Regions from separate parts of the Oryctolagus cuniculus genome. Here region 2 is linked to region 1. The links are chromatin contacts, called in public Micro-C maps. All regions are on one chromosome and are shown on one strand. Each heading gives the region's core, a stretch centred on a gene start, on an enhancer-like site or on the middle of the called end of the contact. The rest is flanking DNA. Distances are from core to core; before and after follow the strand shown. Region 1 has its middle 20 kb from the start of BTG2. Region 2 has its middle 16 kb from the start of BTG2.

What was found. Hi-C and Micro-C count contacts between places; a contact is called where the count stands out from the background.
Region 2: a contact with region 1 is called in a Micro-C map of ear pinna, with 2.2 times the contacts expected there. The contact joins two enhancer-like sites. A contact is called at or near these places in 5 of 6 Hi-C or Micro-C datasets (ear pinna, embryonic fibroblasts, liver and 2 more).

What each region holds. Positions count from the first base shown.
Region 1 is chr13:19,014,153-19,016,942 of mOryCun1.1, reverse strand. No RefSeq gene overlaps it. Among named protein-coding and RNA genes, the nearest start is that of BTG2, 20 kb to the left of the region's middle. Within about 2 kb of position 1,437, at least 2 of the 8 cell types and tissues checked have an H3K27ac peak or open chromatin away from gene starts, as enhancers often do.
Region 2 is chr13:19,049,525-19,052,314 of mOryCun1.1, reverse strand. No RefSeq gene overlaps it. Among named protein-coding and RNA genes, the nearest start is that of BTG2, 16 kb to the right of the region's middle. Within about 2 kb of position 1,359, at least 8 of the 8 cell types and tissues checked have an H3K27ac peak or open chromatin away from gene starts, as enhancers often do.

The sequences.
Region 1 (2,790 bases), core at 188-2,687:
GAGCATCCGGGACTCGAATCAGCACCCAGATATGGGTGTTGTGATTTCTCCGGCCACCCCTCAGCCCCAGGTCCCCACCAGCCACCCTCCCTGTGAGTGACCCTGTGTTCCTGGAAGCCCACAGAAAGACTGGCCTCCTTGGGCCACTGAGCCAGCCCCAGCCTTACTCAACTTACATAGGAGCGGGCACCTATCACTTGGGGGTGTGGGAAACACCCACGGTGCTGTCCAGGGTTTGTGTCCTTGTCCCATCTGCTCTGCCTCTCCTAGGGGTGTGAGAGAGAAGCTTTCTCCTCTGACACTGATCCACAGCCCCCGTGCACCTCTGTGTCCTCTCGTGCACTGAATGGACGCGTGAGTTTGGGGCAGGGCTCGCGCAGACGCTTTCATGGGACAAAACCTTTGTACCACGCGGGACTTGGGGGACAGATGGCTCTCTGGCTCTGAAGCAGCTTTTCTGTTGTTCCCCTTTCATGAATCAAGCTAATTTTGGATTCACTGGGATCCAGTAATGAACTTGGGAAGGCAGCTGCCTGTGGGAGGAGCCGGGAGAACTGGGCAGGGCCAAGCCCCCAGGAGCCTCTTAGAGAACATTTGGCGCAAGCAGCAGGCGGAAGGGTTCTTAACAGCCTTGTCCTCCAGCCCAGGTGACCTGCAGGTGTGGCCTGGGACAAGCTCACCCTGCAGCTTCCAGTCGGAAGACATTACTGTGGGGCTGCTCACTATGGCCAGGGCCCCTCCTGCCACACAGGGCTCCTTCCCGTGAGCTGAGCGCTCAGCAGGGGGTCCACTGGACGTCCCTGCTGCTTGGGTTCAAATCTTAGCTTGAAGCAGTCACCGCCTGCTGTCTGTGACTGTCCTCTTCCTTAACATGGACATTAGAGTGGTGTCACATGGCATTGTTTTTATTTTAAAGATGTATTTATTTATTTGAAAGTCAGAGTTACAGAGAGGCAGAGAGAAAGAGAGGTCTTCCATTACACTGGTTCACTCCCCAAAGGGCTGCAACGGCCAGAGCTGGGCCAATCCGAAGCCAGCAACCAGGAGCTTCTTCTGGGTCTCCCATGTGTGTGCAGGGACCCAAGGACTTGGGTCATTCTCCACTGCTTTCCCAGGCCATAGCAGAGAGCTGGATTGGCAGTGAAGCAGCCGGGTCTCGAACCAGTGCCCACATGAGATGCTGGCGTCGCAGGTGGAAGCTTAGCCCACTACACCACAGCGCCGGCCCCCTCCCTGATTCTGAAACCTTTGATTCAGACCAGCACACGTGCACATGGCCCTCGCCCGCGTACACACAACGTGGATGCAGATGGCATTCATTCCTACATACCACGTGATGTGTGGATAGCACAGTGCAGGGCACGGCTGGGTCTCCAGCCTGTGAACCCAGACTCAGCCAGCGGAAAAGGCTGTCCCAGCTTCGTGCCATGAAGACTGCGTGCTAACTGAAGCGGGGGGGGGGGGGGGCGCGGAGAGTCATTCCCGGGAGTTAGAGGGCCCAATAGCCTTTGCACTGTCAGAAGCCTGCCTGGCCAGGTGCTCCTGACTTGGTCCATTCATCCCCTCCCCTGCCCAGCAGTTAGGATACAACACTGGTTACTCCCAGAACTTCACGTTCACTGTGTTCATTCACCTTCACAACCGTGCCTACTGCCCTACGGAGACTTCATCAAAGCAGTGGCCTGCCTCCCTGCCCAGCGGGCCCTAGACGGGGTGGGTGTCCCGGCCGTCCTTGCCCTGGGCCACTCCAGGGAGGCAGCGGCAAGGTGGCTCCATGGGGGAGGGGCTCAGGGCCGTGTAAGAGCAGATGACCTCATCACAGGCTGAGTCAACGGGTTATTTGGAGCAGCCACCACGGGGACAGTGCTGGCCATGTCAGACCTGGCTCATCCTCAGCTCTGCAGACAATTCCCCGTGATCTCTGACCTCCCCGAGCAGGGGGGAGTGGATGACACGCTTGCTAGAGCGAAAATGCGCAGGGTCAGGTGCACTCTCAGCCTAAAACAAGAAATTCCCCCCCGAGGGGGCAGCTCTGGCCTGGAAGTCCCGGGGCACCTGCGCTGGCTGTGGGCCTGGGGGGACGTGAAGTAGCCGACTGGGCTCCTGGCCGGGGTTCATGATCCTGTGCTCACAGGGCAGGGGCACAGGGCCTGGCGCCGGGAGGCAGGAGCCCCACGGATGCCCTGGCTCGGTCCCTTCCGTAATGAAAGCTGCAAGGTTGGATTGCCTGTGACGTTCTCTGTACCAAGCAACTCCAACTCCTCCCTCCTTTTGTCATTTGCTTTCAATGTATTAACCTCATATGCATCCTTTTCAAGCCTTTTTATTCAATTTCATTCAACCTTCTCGGAGCAACTGGTTAGTACAGGCAGGACGCTGAGTTGGTGTAAGAAAATCAGTGGTGGGTCGGCGCTGTGGCACAGTGGGTTAAAGCCCTGGCCTGAAGCGCCACCGGCATCCCATATGGGCGCAGGTTCGAGTCTCGGCTGCTCCTCTTCCGATCCAGCTCTCTGCTGTGGCCTTGGATAGCAGTGGAAGATGCCCCAAGTCCTTGGGCCCCTGCACCCGCGTGGGAGACCCAGAAGAAGGTCCTGGCTCTTGGCTTTGGATTGGTGCAGCTCCTGCCATTGCGGCCAATTGGGGAGTGAACCAGCGGATGGAAAACCTCTCTGGTCTCTGCCTCTCTCTGTAACTCTGTCTTTCAACTAGATAAAATAAATCTTTAAAAAAAAATCAGTAGTGAGGCCTGCATTGTGACGTAGAGGGTTAAGCTGCCACCTGCAATGCCGG
Region 2 (2,790 bases), core at 110-2,609, 35 kb before region 1:
GGGGATGCAGAAGGGGGAGTCTCCCGCTGACAAGAAGGGATTGGGAGGTGGGTGGGGAAAGCTACAAGCACACCTAGGTGTCAGCCCAGGCCTATGGCGGGGACAGGCCTGTGGCCCAGCAGGGGTGGACCCCTGTATTCCATCCTGCGGTGCTGTCTTCCAACCCAGTTCTCTTCCAATCACCCGGGAGGCCACAGATGATGACCCAAGCAGGGGGGGCCCTGCCATCCATGTGGGAGATCTGGATGGAGTTCCTGGCTCCCGGCTTTGGCCTGACCCAGTCCTGGCTGTTGTGGGCATTTGGAAGTGAACCAGGGGATGGGAGCGCTCGCTCTCTCTCTCTCTCTCTCCCTCCCTCCCTCCCTCCTTCTCTCCGCCATCCCCTCTCTGCCACGCTACCTTTCAGATAAATAAATACAACTTTTAAAACGTAGGTATTTGGGAAGTCAAGTAGGACACTCCAGGAGCCCACGACAAAGGTTGAACCCTATTAAAATGGGAACGATGCTGAGCCCCAGGGGCTACTGTCCGAAAGCTTTGGAGGGAGGAACTGGAAGAAAAGTCGGAGGAGCCGAGGAATCCTGAGTAGCTGAGATCTCTCCCGGGGGCGAGCTGCACGCAGGGTCAGTCCCAGGGCTTTATCTGCGCTCTGCACTACTTTTCTAGACGGCATCGAAGTCCCTGGAACCAGGGCTCCCCCCAGCCCCTGATGAAGACGCCTTTGTTATTGCTACCTCAAGTGACGTCACCAGAGTGCTAGGAGGCAGGCACTGCTTCATCACTAGGGGTTTTCACAGGAGGGCGCTGGGGCTCAGAGGGGTTAACTGCCCGACGCACCACGGCCTGGGGTCCAGCCCCGGCCACCAGGCTCGCAGGCGGTCACCTCCACTCCGTGCGCGGCAGTCTCTGCTCGGGTGTGCGGGGTCAGGGACGCGGTGAGTCGGGAGCCTGCCTTTTACAGAGGTCGCTGGCTTCGGGCTCTGCCGCACGAAGTCGCAGAGGCGCTAGGGGAAGAAGCGCCCAGGGCGCAGAGACTGGAGAGGGTCCCGGCGGGGGCTGCCGGTTCAGAGCCCGGAGTCCCCAGGCGGCTCCGCCACGGCCGGGTAGCGACCCCGAGGTGCCCAGGCAGCAGGTGGGAGCCCAGCAGCCGCCCCGCCTCGGCCGGCGCCTGCGCCCGCCCCACGGCCCCCGCGCGCCGCTGCTCCCGGAAACCCCCGGGGCACCTCCTGCCCTGCGACACGCTCCCCCTCTTTTTTTAATTCTCCTTCGTCAAAAGCGGCCTTGCCAGGAGGATCTATGATTGGCCCGCTCGGCCCCCAGGACAGCCAATCAGCAGCTTGTTGCCGGGGAGCAGCGCGGCCGCCGTGGCCAGGAGGGCGGAGCGAACTCGCCTGCACTTGCCCGGGCGCCGGGAGGTCGCGGCCGGCTGCTGGCTGGGAGCTGGGCGACGTGGGCGGACGTGTGGGTGCGCCTCGGGGAGGGCGGGAGCCCGACACCTGCCTGCCTTCGCGTCCGCCCGAGCCAGCTCCTCCCCGCGGCCGGGTCGTCTCCCTGGCCGCCACCGTGCGGGGCTGGGTGGCGCTGCCCCCGCTGGACGGTTCGGGAAGTCCAGGCGGAAGCGTGCCCGGCGCCGTGAGCCCCGGCGGGGTCCCCTTGGGCCGGTTCTTGGGGGTGGAAAGAGCACAGCAAGCGGGAGACCCCAGGGATCGGGGGTGGGGGTGGGAGGGGTCGGCGCTGAGCTGGGGGCTCAGCCTGGTGGAGGCGGAAGAGGGAGGCAGCGGGGAACGGGGTCGCCCGAACCGGACCCCGTGGTTCTCGTGGGCGCAGGGCTCGGTTACACAGGGAGGAAGTTGGGTGCGCAAACTTGCCCCGCGCAGAATTCCCCTCTGGCCTGGTCCCCAAACCCGGGGTGTCTGTCGCGGTGTCCTGGGCCGCCTACCTCAGTGCCCAGTAGTGGCAGGAATATTAGTAGTGAGTGACATTTGCTGTTGCCTTCTGGGACTCGGGCACGGGACCCCCTTCACCCTCATGTTAAAGGCGAGACCGCTGAGAGCTGGCAAGGACACAGCTGGTGCAGCCGGATTCGCACCCCGGGTTCTGGCTACCTGGGGACCCCGTTTGCCTGTTCTCCCAGGTGCGGGCCTCCTTTAGCTCTCAGAGGGGCTGGGAGGTTGCCTTCTGAGACAGGGCAGGCCCCTCGACTGCGACCTTGGCCGGGCGGTGGGGGCGGGGCTGCTGGAGACCACCAGATGAACCAGCAAATGTCTGTGACAATACAGGAAAGCGGAGCCAGAGTGCCCCCCCCACCCGCCCCCAGACTTCTACCCGGTCCTTGGGGGGCTGGAGCCAGTCTGGAGCAACCCTGCTTGCCAGCAGACAGGTGAAGGGGCGACCACCCCCTAACCTCACATGCTGGCTATTCAGTTCCAAAATGGATCTGGCTCAGGGCAGACCCCAGTTTGAAGCCGGCAGTGGTGGGCAAGGCGCTCTGGTCTCAGACTGCGAGGGGTGGTCACTGCTCTTTCTCACTTCCTCTTCCTTTCCCCTCCTCTAACCCATCCCGCACCCACACCAGGCCTCCAGCTCCCGGGGCGCACCATCTGCCTGGCCTCCCCTTTCCCCAGAGACCCGGCTCCTTTTATTGAGACCTTTAAATAATTAAATGCCCATGAGCCTCCCCCCCCCTCCCCTGATGGGTCCCCAGCCCTGGCCCGGGGAGGCATTGAAAGGCCAGGAGCTGGGCTGCAGGGCTGCCAGCCCCACTGCCTCCATTAAGCGCCTTTCTTGTCC